2 separate regions of the Rattus norvegicus genome follow, and region 1 is linked to region 2. Evidence: chromatin contacts called from public Hi-C data. All regions are on one chromosome and are shown on one strand. Each heading gives the region's core, a stretch centred on a gene start, on an enhancer-like site or on the middle of the called end of the contact. The rest is flanking DNA. Distances are from core to core; before and after follow the strand shown.

Region 1 (6,297 bases), core at 3,630-6,129, 230 kb before region 2:
TCATGTGGTGAGTCAATTGAGTTCAAGAGAGAGTGTGGTGGCAGGACGCACCGGGCTGCCATGGAATTTGGATGTGTATGAAACTGGTGTGGCAGCGACCCGCCTTGGGAACTAGATGGGTAGAGAGATTGCTGCCGGGCTCAGAGAGTAGCCGTCGGCAGTGTGAGATGGGACGGAGCTTAGCAGGTGAGACACTTTGCTGACTGAGATGAAAATATCCTGCAGATGCCATGTGGCCCTATAGTCCCAGCACCAGCATGGGATAAAAGAAACCACCATTTCTTTTTTCCACAAAAGTTCACAGCAGCAAAACCCTAAGACACTAAGGCATGTTATTCTTTGTCTGTACTTATGAAAAGCATTCATCTGCATGCATGTGTGGATGTGTGTGGATGTGTGTATGATTGTGTGTATGTATTTGTGTGTGGATGTGTGTGGATATGTGTATATGTGTGTATATGTGTATGTATGTGGGCATATGTGTGAGTGTGTGTATTTGTGTGTATGTGTGTATATGTGTATGTGTGTGCGTATGTGTATATATGTGTATATGTGTGCATATGTGTGTATATGTGTGGATGAGTGTGTGTGCACACGTGTGTGGCGCGTGTGTGTATGCATGTGTGTTTGTGTATATGTATTTGTGTGTACGTGTATGTGTGTGTGCACACGTGTGTGGCGCGTGTGTATATGCATGTGTGTTTGTGTACGTGTATGTGTGTGTGCGTGTGTGTAAGTTCCCATCTGTGCAGCCACATGCACAGGCCAGGAGTTGATGCTAATGTATCTTCCACTTTGCTTTTTGAGACAGGATTTCTCATGAACTTGGAGTTTGCCATTTCCACTACACTGACTTGCAAGTGAGCTCCTCTGGCCCTCTTGTCCTTATACACGAGCAGGCTTACCTGGCTTTTCATGTGGGTGCTGGGGACACAAATCCAGGTTCTTGTTCTTGCCCAGCAAACATTTTACCCTCAGAGTCATCTCTCCAGTCCTAAAGCAAGACCCTTGTTCCAAAAAAGACAAGCCCGTGTTAGAACAGAGTGAGACTTAGCCAAGCGTGGTGGTCCGCATCTGCAAACCCAGAACTCAGGCTGAGTCAGCAGGATTGCAAGTTCAAGGCCAGCCCGGGCTACCTAGCAAGAGCCTGAGTAAATCAAGAAAATAGGAGCAAAAACATTGTTCAGTGCTTGCTTAGCATGCGTGAGACCCTGGGCCTCAAACCTACTGCCTGTCCCTGCCTCCCAAGTGCTGGGACTCAAGGTGTGTGTCACTAGGCCCAGCAGGTATCTCCTTTTAACCTTTAAAATTGTTACTGAACAGCGTTCTGTGGTGTTTCCTCCTGGATGCATGATCATGAGCATCTGAGAATAAATGCATTGCACGCCTGTCAATCATTACAACCACAATGCCACAAGACATCCAGCACAAGATGAACAAGTTGCTGAGGAGCCTTTCGTGCCTCCTGTCAAGGTTTTTAAGCTAGAGAGCTTTGAGCTATTAACTGCAAATGAGAGGACTCCACAAGATGCTGGGGTGTACCAATTCCATGTCACAGGCTTCTGGTGCAGCCTGTCTCTGAACAGCTGAGGGACTGTTGGGTAGACCAGACCACGTGTGGAACTCGAGGCTGAAGCACTGTTTTCCACCACTGGCCCATGCCAGGAGGGCTCTGTGCTTCGGTTCCAATGACCCCTGAGGTGACACTGTCACCCGACACTGTGCTGATGAAGTTTAAGCAATTCACATCTGTTAATCCCATACTCCTTTTAGTCAGGATGGGGCTGGGTGCTGGCAAACGGTGCCCATAGTCTAAGATACACGCTCTCCCTCCCATGTTGGAAAGTAATCATGAGGAGCCTTTCTCCTCCCGAGCACGTACTGATGCTTCGGGGCACGTGGGAGGCTTCCCTGGAGTGGGAAGGGCTGACTAACTGGTGAGGGCCCAACAGCAAGGAGAAGCTGCAGGGCTTCCCAAAGCTCTGGGAAGAGACGCTTACTTGCAAACACTTATCTGGGGAGCAATGGTTTTAAAAAGGAGAAACTGGCTCAAGTTTTCAGAAGAAATCCAGTTTTTCAGTTAGATAACAAAATCATTGGGTCACCTGGCTATTTTGTATTCTCAGTGACTTATGCCAAGAAAATAAGGTCAGAAGAGGTTACGAGAATGTCTGAGTTGTTTACGATGGTACGGATTTTTTATTAACTGATTTTTGCTTGTTCTTGACAAGGTCTCACTCTTTAGCCTGGGCTGGCATCAAATTCGCAATCCTCCTGCTTCCCCCTCCTAAGTGCAGAGATTAAAGGCACGAGCTAACAAACAATTCTGTATAACACTTATACACGCTACAGCGGATCCAGCGGCTTCACAGCGCCTGGGATATTAAACATCAACTGTATAACACACTCATTACCATGTAAATTAATCTCTCTGTGATTCTGTTCTGATGGTACCATCCACGAAAAAAATTAGTACAAAATCCTAATCCCTAATTGGCAGTAACTATTTCTGTGTATAACTGTGCGTGTGCATGCATATTTTACATGTATCTAGGATATGTAAACACAGACAGTATATACGTGGCTGGGTGAAGGAGGACAATCTCATCAGAAAACTGCTGCAAAGGGAGCGGACTTAGCCTCCAGAGATAGTGAGAATCAGGTTAACGACAGTCTTTTCTGAAGAGATGGGGAGAGGGAGAGAAATCCTCAGAACAGGCTCTGCCCATCATCATGATGACCTGTTCCATCATGATACGTGTGTGTGTGTGTGTATCTAAGTATGTATATCATGTATGTGAAATATGTATGTGCTTATCTGTGTCTATGTATGTGTATTAATGTGTAAATATGTATCTGTACATTTGTGTATGTGTATGTGTGTACATGTGTATACAAATGTGTAAATGTGTATGTGCCTGCATCTATGTATTCATATGTGTACTTGTGCATATGTGTGTGTGTTTCAAAATCTCAATATCCTCGATAACTCTCTCACCCACGATGCTGACTTTCTTATACAGGTCTCGAGGTGACATCCTGCTTTCGTCTGTCTGCCTGTTCGTATCCTCTTTGAAGTCACCGACCTTTACTCAAGTGGGATTCTGACTCTTTGGCACTTCAACTGGGAACCGAGTACTGTGCTCGTCCGTATGCAGACGGTGAGGGTCCTGTGCTCCGCAAGGTGCAGACCGTCGGCATGAGGTCAGATAAGCTGTTTTCACCCCAACATGAAGATGGGAAACAGAGAACGGTGCGACCTGTGAGGCGTTCACTGAGAGCCCATTTTCTCACATCTACGTGGCCTCTTGAACATCAAATCTTGGCACACTTGATACAGGGACACCGAGTCCTGAAACCTGCATCTTCCTGGTTGTGCCTAAGACCGTGTGTATTTCCAGTCCGACAAGGGCAGCCTGCTGTCATGTTCGCCTAGGAAAACAGAAGGCACTCTGGGCAGCCCCGCTCAGGAAAGGACCACAGGTGCTTCCAAACAGTGGAGGGACTGGAGGAAAGGAAGGTTGGGATCGCAGCCAGCAAGTGCAGGAAGTCAGGGGGTTGCAGGAATTGCAGGAAACCCAGGTCATGACCTCTGCTGCCTGTAGCTTGAGCAGGTGAGCAGCAGAATGGACGCTCCTGCGAGCCCTCACGTATGCCATCTGCTCATGCCAGCCCTTGTTGTCTGGGGTCCCTTTGCTCGAATGTGGGTAAAACACGGGACGCAAGCGAGTCACACAGCTGGAAGGGGCTAACACCAACCAACAGACGCCACCACAGTCTACCAACTTGGTCTTCTGTGCTCACACACTTGGTGGACAGTGGAGCTCCTAAATAGCATACTGTACTTACCAATGAGGTCTGCACCTGTCCCTGATGCAATGGGGGGGAAGGGGGGACAAGAAGGGGATCTCTACCTGTTAGGTCCATTACTATGGTGCCCACTCCTCCTTCAAGACAATAGTTTGCCTTTGACACCCTACAATTCCAAGTCTAAATGAAACCATACCCTATAATGACAGTTAAAAGGAGGCGCGCGCACACGCACGCGCGCGCACACACAGACAGAGGCGCACACACAGACACACACACAGACACACATACACGCACACATACGCACACACACGCACAGGCACACACAGGCACACCACTTATTAGCATTCTTCCTTTTAGCTGTTATATAATTATTGAACTGAACTTATCATATAATGCTATTCTGTGCCTGCAGCAAAATAAAAGCTAGTAGTCTATTTATCTGCTATCAGAGACCAATCAGATTCTCTCTTGGCTCCCATCTGCATGGAGTGTCTTTCCACCCTTCTACCTCAGTCTACGTATCTTTGTCTCTAACATGAGTCTCTTTGGACAGAACGGAGCTTGGGGCCATTCCGCCAATCTCTCACTTTATCAATCCTCTCTGAGGGGGACCAAAGCTTTGGGGTTCTCTGTGAAAACCACTAATGTAAGAGACACAGGAAATCATAACTAAAAAGAAATAATCCATTTTCATTTCAAAATCCAGTTGCCAACTTGCCATGAGACCTCCTTTGCTTCTCCTATTGTCTTTTTAATTGTATTTATTTTGTTTGCAGGGGCCGGGGGATGAGGGGGAGGGGAACGGGGTGGAGGGGACCATGCCATGGTGCTCTCTGATCAGTTTTTCTCCTCCCACCCTGTGGGTTTCAGGGATCGGATGCTGGTTGTGAGGTTCCATCCTGCCAGCCCTGGAACCAGTTCCTTTTGTGATAAACAGAGAGCCTACCAAAGCAGATGATGCTGTCACAACACACAATTTAAACTGAGGCCCCCACCAGCCCTGCACAAAGAACACAGCGGGAGCAGTGGTGCTCAGTCGCCTGCAGGGGGCGCTGCTGATTATGCCATAGGCCGTTTCTCTGCTCCTCTGACAGTCTGGCTTCCTAGCGTTTCTGTAAGCCCTGCACAAATCAATTAGGGTGTTAGGCTAGTATTATCTTCCCTTCCAGGAACTGGCTTAAAGAGGCGGGGACATCATCTAGTCTCAGTCTGAGTGCTGTGAAGGACGTCTTTTTAACCTGAGAGAACACGAGAAGTCCACTTCTGTCGGAATATCCCTACCAGTCCTGAAAACCCAGGCAACCCCAAGGGAGTCACTGAGGGTATGAATACCACAGAGGCAGAGGGGAAGTCCTGGACTACATTTCAGGTTAAGTCACCACTCAGGTGCCTCCTTATCTCAGGGCTTAAGGGGAAAAACACGAAACAAAAAGCCTTCCACATTACCCAAGTCTATCTTTGATTTCCCATCTTACCCAAAAACTACATTATTAGATTTACTACATATTTCTAAATGCTATCAAAGCATAGACCCTTGGAACCACAGAGATGGCTTGGCTAGAGTGGAGAAGTCCCTTCCCCCCAAGCCTGACAACACCGACACAGTGGAAGGAAAGGCCAAGCTACACACGTTGTCTCTGTACACACTGCTGTGCACGAAATATAACTTAACTTAAACTTTTAAACCAGACAGTTTCTGTATTTTAATATTTTATTTAAAATTTGCTTTAAATTTCTGTAAAACATTCTTCAATCCATTATTTTAACATTATAAATTCAACTTGACGTAGCTGAAAAACAGACAGCAGGTAACAGGACTGACTGAAACTTAGCATCTATCTTACTGCAGGGAAGACAAAGCCTCATCACACGACAAACAGCTAACTCAGCAGGCATGTGCACACGTCACTTTCCTGTCCGTGACAAGTTTTGGAAAATTACACTTTCAAAGAACCAGCCTTACAAGTAGATATTCTTTCCAAAAAATAAAACCCAGTATCCAAGTCCTGAAAACTCACAAAACTAGATGAAAACATGTGGTGGTGTCAGCTGCGGGCGACGCTCAAGCCAGGCTCTCACCACGATGGATGACTGACTGACTGACTGACTGACTGACTGACTGACTGACTGACTGGGGAGGTGAACTCACTCCCAGCACTCCCTCCTGAGCTGGAAATTGTCTTATTGCTGAGTTATACACAAGTCATTTTCTTTGGCAACATCACTAGCTAACACCAAGGGACAAGTGTAAAGGTTTGGGCTGTCAGCTCTCCAAGCACTGTGGCTGCCCTTCTGTGGGTCCCAGGATGGCTGGGGTAGGAAAGTGCAGTCCACCTAACACATGACGAAGGGCCTGGCTGCTCACACCCTACAGACAAGTGTGTGGTTAGATACTCAGCATCACCAGGGAAGAGCAATGTCAGCTCCTTCCCACATCTCTGAGAAAGGAACATCTGGACCCATCAATTCCTCAGGAAAGCTGCT
Region 2 (7,096 bases), core at 3,060-5,559:
CTGCCATGCCATATGCCACAGAATGTGGTGTGCGGGACCATAATCTGGGGCAAATATTCTCAGTCATTAAAGTATAAACAATACCCCAAAGAGATAAGGAGACGACTCAGTGGGTAAAGCACCTGCTACCCAAGCAAAAACCCCCAAGACCTATATAGGCTGAGCACAGGGTCACTACATGTCTGTAGTGTCTAGGCAGGCAGAGACAGGAGGATTCCAGGGACTCACTGACCAGCCATCTTGGCCCATCTGTGAACTCCAGATTCAGTAAAAGACCTTGTCTTGGAATGTAAGGTGGTGTTCTATGGAGGAGAGCACTGGACACCAACTTTTGCCCTCTACGAGTGCATGCACAGATGTGCACCCATACCCATGTGTGGATACATGTACGACACACTCCCATACATTCAGTAAAATAAATGAAACAAAAAAAAAAAACAAAAAACAAAAAGAAGCACGTGAAGGCCAGCATGCTGGGAAATGTCTCGGTGAGTAAAGGCACTCTCTGCCGAGCTTGATGACCCAACCAAGCTCCATCCAAGGAACCCAGATGGCGGGAGAAAACCAACTCCTAACAGTTGTTCTCATACCAGCCCACTCGCACCGTGGCACGTGTAAGTGTGCACACATGCAGAGAACAACAGCTGCAAGTTTTAAAAGCATACCAATTAAACGGAAACAAATCCAGAGAAAAATATTCACAGTCACCACCTGCTACTTTCTCCAAGTCAACGAGGCCGAAAGCACGGGGTGCGCTGCCCGGTAGCCGTCCACAAATCCATGGGTCAAGCATCAATACCATAAAACAGCAAATAACATTTAATGGCTTGACTGCCACACTGGGGGCTGTGCACAGAGGATCATACTTACCCCATCGACAAGAATCCAAGCTGGGTGTTACCTACACCCGGTTCACAGTTAAGACAGCTTAAGCGAGCATGCACACACAGCTAGTAACTTGCAGGGCTGAGCTGGGGAAGCAAGGCTGTGGGACCCTAGAGCAGGGCTTCTCTGCAGGGGGTACTGCAGGGTCTCAATTGTACTGCAGGGTCACTAGTGTTGCCCGCCAAATCTCCAGACCTTTCAGAGTGCCAGGGGGAGCTGGGGTGAAAGTACACATTACCCCTACTGAGAACCCCTGCTCTGAGGCATTCAATGAGATTTCCTCCCCAACGTAGTTTTCTAATGGGTTCTCTATTTACTTTCCCCCCTATAGTTTTCATTTAAAAGTATCGCTGTATCCTACGGCTTACATCTGTAACCCCAGCCCTTAAGAGGCTGAGAAGGAAGGTGGTTGTGGGTTCGATGCCAGCCCGCACCACGTAGTAAGTAGGAGAGGATCTTAAAAAAACAAAACCAGAAACCAAAAAACCCAACCTCCTCTAAATATCGAATTCTCATAGTGGCGTATGTTTATTGTAGCAGATGTAAGAACATACAGTAATCCTGTCTTCCACACAGATAAGCCACATCTCTATCTGGCTACTCTGGGCTGTTTGCAGTTTGTACGAGTTACCTCAGCAAGCTGCCTTATTTTCCCGTGGCTCTACTCTGTGTGACTATAGGCAACAATTCTTGGCGGACAGTCTGGGCACCTCTTACACCTTCCAGGGCGGGTTTCTGAAGGAGGGGAGTGTGAAATGCACCGTGAACGTGTGACTGTAACCTGTTCTGTGTCTAAGGAGGCACTTAGGCCGGTCACACAAAGACACTGGATAGAATGTCAGGCGAGGAGCTGCCCTGACCTTGCCTTGAGGGCCGGCGAAGGGCCCAGGCGGACTGTCACGGCTTTAGGAAAAGAAGAGAGCAAAGTACCAGGTCTAAGTTTCGAAGAGTAGTACTGATCCTAGCCAGTCCCCAGCGGGGAGGCTGTAGGCTAATGCGCTTGGTCTTTTAGTAAAAACGTGGTCTTCTGCTCCTCCACAGCTACAGTGGCAGAGCCTCAGGCAAGAGAAGGACTCTGGGGGAAACCACACTCCTTTCCTGGAAGGACACCTTCCCCCTCACTTCAACTCTCTTCCACAGCCCAAGAGACACTGCCTCTTCTCTACAAGTCTTAGAGGAATTCTGGGCATAGAGCTAGCTGGAAACTAAGTGAAGGAAGAGACATTTCTTCTCTGGAAGCTGAGAAGGAAAAAGCTTTTCTGTTCCGTGAGGTGAAGCTGATGAAGGCTGTGGAGGAAGAAGTACAAGGCTCCAGGGACCTTGAGCTGGGGTGCTGCCTCTCTGCCTAGGCCACAGATTCAAGGAGGAACCTTCAGAAGGGTTCCTATGGCCAGCTGCTAACAGTCTCACTTTAAAACCCATCTCTCCCTTACAAGGGGGGAAGGAAGCTCTGACAGTGTACCTTAGAATCTGGGCGAGAGCCCTGCTTCTGTGCTTTGGCAACCTTTTGCCTCAGAAAGGAAACTCAACAAGTCCTTTTCATAACCCACCAAGCCAATACTCAGTGCAGGGTACATGGTCGACTGAGCTTTGGTCAGACAGCGACTGCTGGGATCCTTGGGCGAATGCACGCATGTATGAACATATAGGTCCAGAAACGTACTGATGATATGCATAGATGCATGAAGGGTTGGATGGAAGCATGGGTGGATATGTAGTCCAATGTATGGATAGATGGATGCATGAATAGATGGATGGAGAGATGACCACGTGGGTGGATGGTATGTATGTATGTATGTACGCATGCATGCATGCATGGACGGATGGACGGATGGACGGACGGACGGATGGAGTGATTACTGTTTTGCCTTCAGGCCCACCTTCCAGCAATTCCCCAAGAAAGGGTCTGGAGAATCTCTGAACTTCCACCCTGGCTGGCATCCCCACACAGCCAACGCTTACCTTGTGCTGTTTCCACGTTGCCCCCAGCGGCTTCACCTCGTGCTTGCCATGCCTGCCTTCCTCTAGGCACATGTAGCACACCGGGCTCCGACAGCTCACGCAGTACATGCTGTAGTTCTCCATCTCGTGCTCCGGGCACGTGGGGAACTTTCGAGGCACGGGGGCCCCGGCACCCCCTGGGCTCCTGCATCCTCCTGCGCTGGAGGCGGTGGAAGTACCGACTGAAGCAGAGGTAGCCTCTGGGGGTGCGGGCGGCGGCGGCGGCTGAACTAGCCGATGCTTAGCGAAGGGGCCCCGGGACGGGTGGCACTTGAGCTGGCAGGTGGCGCAATAGAGCACGTCGCATTGCTCGCAGAGAGTGGCTGCCGGCTCCGGTGGGGTGCGGTCGCACAGCTGGCAGATGGCCACCGCCGGGGCTGCAGATGCCCCCGCAGCAACCCCACGGCCCTGCTGGTACCGCTGCACGATGCCCTCCAGTAGCCGGTTGCGCTGGAAGCCTCGCAGGCCGCGGTGATCCAGGGAGGCGCTGCGGTGGCACTGCGGGCAGGTGATGGAGCTGGAGGACGAGCAGAGCGAGGAGCAGGCGGCGCCTCGGGCCGCGGCGGCAGATGAACCCGGAGGCGCAGGCACCATGGGCAGCACGCGGACTCCATTGGGGGACTTGAGGCTGGGGGTGTAGGAGCCATAGCCGCTGTCAGTCTCGCTATACAAGCTCAGCTTGTCCGCGTGGTCTCCGCCACCGGCCGCCCCGCCGCCCAGGCCTCCGGCTGTACTAGCTCCGGCGCCTCCGCAGGTCGCGCCGGCCGCTGCATCCTGATCCGGAGGGGGCGCGGCGGCGGCGGCGGCGGCACCCCGCGAAAGAAGGAGCGGCGGGGGCAGGTGCTGCTCGCCGTCCGGGGTCTGAACCGCGATGGTGCGGGCGCACGGCAAGCAGACATTGTGAGAACAGGGCAGGATGATGGGCTCCCGGAACAGGGATCCGCACACTGGGCACTTCAGCTCCTCCTCCATCGCCGCGCCCGCGGCCAGAGCCGCTCGGGACCAGCCAAGGATGGTCAAAGCTCCGAAGACAAGCGCAGCTGGGCAGGCGATGTCAGCGCTCTTGAGTCAGGAGGCGGGGGTATTACACGGGCATGCTGTCTTCACCCGAGGGTGGCACGCCCCCTCTCTGTCCTCAGGCCACCGCCCTAAGACGCTTGGCCGCCAGAGAAAGGAGGGGTCCTCACCTCCTGAGGGCGAGGCTCCCTCACCAGAGGCGGCCGTATGAAGGTGGCCAGCAGCCCTCGCAGTGGCCTCCGAGGTTGTCCAGGTGGTGAATAGGCAGCAGCAGCGCCGTCAGGGGTACCTCGTGCCTCCACTCTACGAAGGACCAGTGACTCGCTGCTGTGAGCCAGCAAGGCTACTGAGCCGGGCTCCGCAGCGCCGCTGCCCCGAGTCTTCCTTCTGCGAGCGCCCCGCCCCTAACCAGCTCTTGGCCAGTGCGGGAGCAGCGGGGCCAGGGCTGGTTCAGCACCACCAGACGGCGGACAGCGCCCGCGAGCGGATGGGCAGGGAATCCGCGCCCGCACCCCAGGCGCATCCCCCGCCAGGCTGTTGTGCCACCACGGCCACCTCGGCATCCCCCGGCCCGGAGACCGTCGCCGTCCTGCTGCTCGGGCCGCTGCTTTCGGAGCTGCCTCCTCACAGGCCCGTATTGAGCAGCGTCCCGGGCTCGCCTCGCCGGCTCCGGTTCCTGCGGTTCCCCTGACCTTGGCCGCGCCACGCTGCAGCGGCGGGGGTGGGGGGGTGGTGAACACCCGCTGGCTCGGGAATCCCCTCCCGGTCCCGCCGCCTCCCGCGCCCGCCCGCCGCGCCGCGCCGCGCCGCGCGCCCAGGAGTTGTAATTTCCAGAGCGAGAGTAACGGGGCGGGGGGCGGGGAGCCAGGCGTCAGCTCAGCGAATGAGGGCTCGCCTCTCGCGGCTGGCAGTCAGGGGCGGGTCGGAGGGCTTCGTGGGGAGGATCATTGTGGAGAGCTGCTCCGATTCGGATGGAGTCTGCACGGTGAATTAGCCCGGCGCCCCGCCCCGCTTGCCAGAGCATCCCTGGCCAGCTCCTGCCCTGCCCACTCCCGCCACCATGAAAGCGTAAACAGCGGTCCCTAAAAGGCCAGTCGCTTGGAAAAGGCCCCCCAGCACAGCGCGACAGTCGCTACCTAAATCTATTTCCCCCGCAAAAAGCTTTCAAGGCACAAAATGTCGGACAGCCTCGCGCCAAAGGGCGAGGTTTCATTTACGCATCGTTCCACAAGCCTTTTTTGTCTCCTCGGTTCTACCCGGGCTAGTCGTGGACGATGAGGCCCAGAGCGGCGAGGACTTGGCGAGGACACCGTGAAGGTTGCCAAATACAACCTCCCCGGGCTGCTCGGGGCTGGGGAGAGGCAGGAGGCCGCGAGCAGGTGTTCGCTTTATGAATGGGAGCTTCCTGCAACGTCGCCGCCCGCGCGCCTGGCTGCCGGGCTCTTCCCGCCGTCTGCCCGGCTGTTCCGCACCGGGGTAGTGCGGGCTGCCCAGAGAAGGGAAGGGTGTGCTGAGCATGGAGCTAAGGTCGGGCCGGGGACGGGAAGAGCGCGCTGGGGAGGGAAGAGCGCGTGGAGCGAAATGCGCGCCACGCGGCCCTCTCTTCCTCTGCGATCCACGCCGATTCGGAACAGACAAGGAAATTGTCGATTTAAAAAGGATGTGTCAGCCAGCATGCTGGCTCGTGCTTGTAATTCTAGCACTTGGGAGGCCGATGTAGAAGGATTGTTATGAGTTAGAGGCCAGCTTGGGCTACATAGTAATTTCCAAGCTAGTCTGGGTGTTTCATAGCAAGACTCAGCCGGACGAAAACAAAAACAGCAATCGTGGCGCAGACTCCTGTTGAAGGAATGCAGGGCCCCAGCCGCTGCCAGCATTTGGAAAGTCAGCAGGAGAGAATGAAGCCAGAGATTAATGAGGCACCTGCCTTGGTCTGGCTCGTTCCCTAAGGGATACAACCTCTGGTGGGAGGGAGTTCGCCAGGAAAGTCACGGCAAAGCGCCCCAGTGAAGCCCATATCTTTACATGACTCCCCGGGGTCCTGCAGCTTGCTTCCACCGGCCTAGTCCAGAAACTACTATGACAACACCGTAACAACACACATGTGATCTGGCCAAATTGTTACGGTAAGTGATGTGGACTACTTTCTAAGCATCTCAGGTCAACTGAATAGCTTACGGAAGCCTGGCTCCACGTTTAACTGCTGCTAAACCGCAGCCATCAAATGAGCCCCACCACCGTTGTTCTTCAGGAAGCAGTGCTGTGTCCAGGGCGGAGATGAAGGCAGCGCTTCAGTTACCTGGTCCTGCCCACAATACATTGAAAAAGAAAATCTTCAGAAAGTCACTATTGAACCCGAGGTCTAGGCGAGCCATAGCTTGGGTTACTGAAAGCTCTTCAAGAAGTTGGAAGGTGGGCTGGAGAGATGGCTCAGCGGTTAAGAGCACTGACTGCTCTTCCAGAGGTCCTGAGTTCAATTCCCAGCATCCACATGGTGGCTCATAACCATCTGAAATGGGATCTCTTCTGGTGTGTCTGAGGACAGCTACAGTGTAGTGATAGAGTTAATTAAAAAAGAAGAAGCAGGTGGTGCAGGTCTTTAAGCATCAGGAGTCAAAGGTCAGAGGCATCAGAGGCAGTTGGAGACCAGCCTGGTCTGTAGAAAAGTCCTAGGAGAGCCAGGGCTCAACAGAGAAACCCTGTCTGAAGTAAGTAAATAAATAAATCCTTTCTGCTGGACCCAGCTCAGCCCCGCCCCTGGGACCAGCTGGATGTTAGACCTCTCTCTTTTTTTTTTTTTTCCTTCGGAGCTGGGGATCGAACCCAGGGCCTTGTGCTTGCTAGGCAAGCGCTCTACCACTGAGCTAAATCCCCAGCCCCGAAGTTAGACCTCTTAAAAGGTTCATGATTCTCATTTTCAGACAAAGACAGCCTGCTTAGGCTTGGTCAGGGTGGCCCTTCTAGCCAAGTATGTGTCTCTCTGCACAAGCAAGACATGCCGTGACACTACTCCTAGCTTGGCATACAGAAAGCAGCATACAGGTAAAAGTCTCAGGATTTGGAAAGCTGCAATGAGAAGACAGTCTGGGCCACAGAGTGAGACCCTGGCTCCACAAACAAACAAACAAACAAACAAAACACAATGACAAGCCGTAAAGAAGCAAGCAAACCTTCTTTCTTGCTTTCCATCAAA

Evidence for each region. A called contact is a pair of places that touch in the nucleus more often than the background predicts.
Region 1: a Hi-C map of Schwann cells shows a contact between it and region 2, with 2.6 times the contacts expected there. The contact joins the enhancer-like site here to the promoter of Trim67 in region 2. A contact is called at or near these places in 4 of 12 Hi-C or Micro-C datasets (the Rat2 cell line, Schwann cells, kidney and 1 more).

The regions. Positions count from the first base shown.
Region 1 is chr19:69,886,458-69,892,754 of GRCr8, reverse strand. It overlaps Tsnax (translin-associated factor X), which reads right to left. Exons shown (of 6, transcript NM_022262.3): 6 at 5,511-6,297. Among named protein-coding and RNA genes, the nearest start is that of Tsnax, 16 kb to the right of the region's middle. Within about 2 kb of position 4,879, at least 20 of the 93 cell types and tissues checked have an H3K27ac peak or open chromatin away from gene starts, as enhancers often do. A contact at or near this core is called in Schwann cells, where this site is marked.
Region 2 is chr19:69,658,990-69,666,085 of GRCr8, reverse strand. It overlaps Trim67 (tripartite motif-containing 67), which reads right to left and starts at 4,309. Exons shown (of 10, transcript NM_001135715.1): 1 at 2,848-4,309. The coding sequence starts at 3,858. Trnaa-agc43 (transfer RNA alanine (anticodon AGC) 43) reads right to left here and starts at 6,786; the gene lies at 6,706-6,786.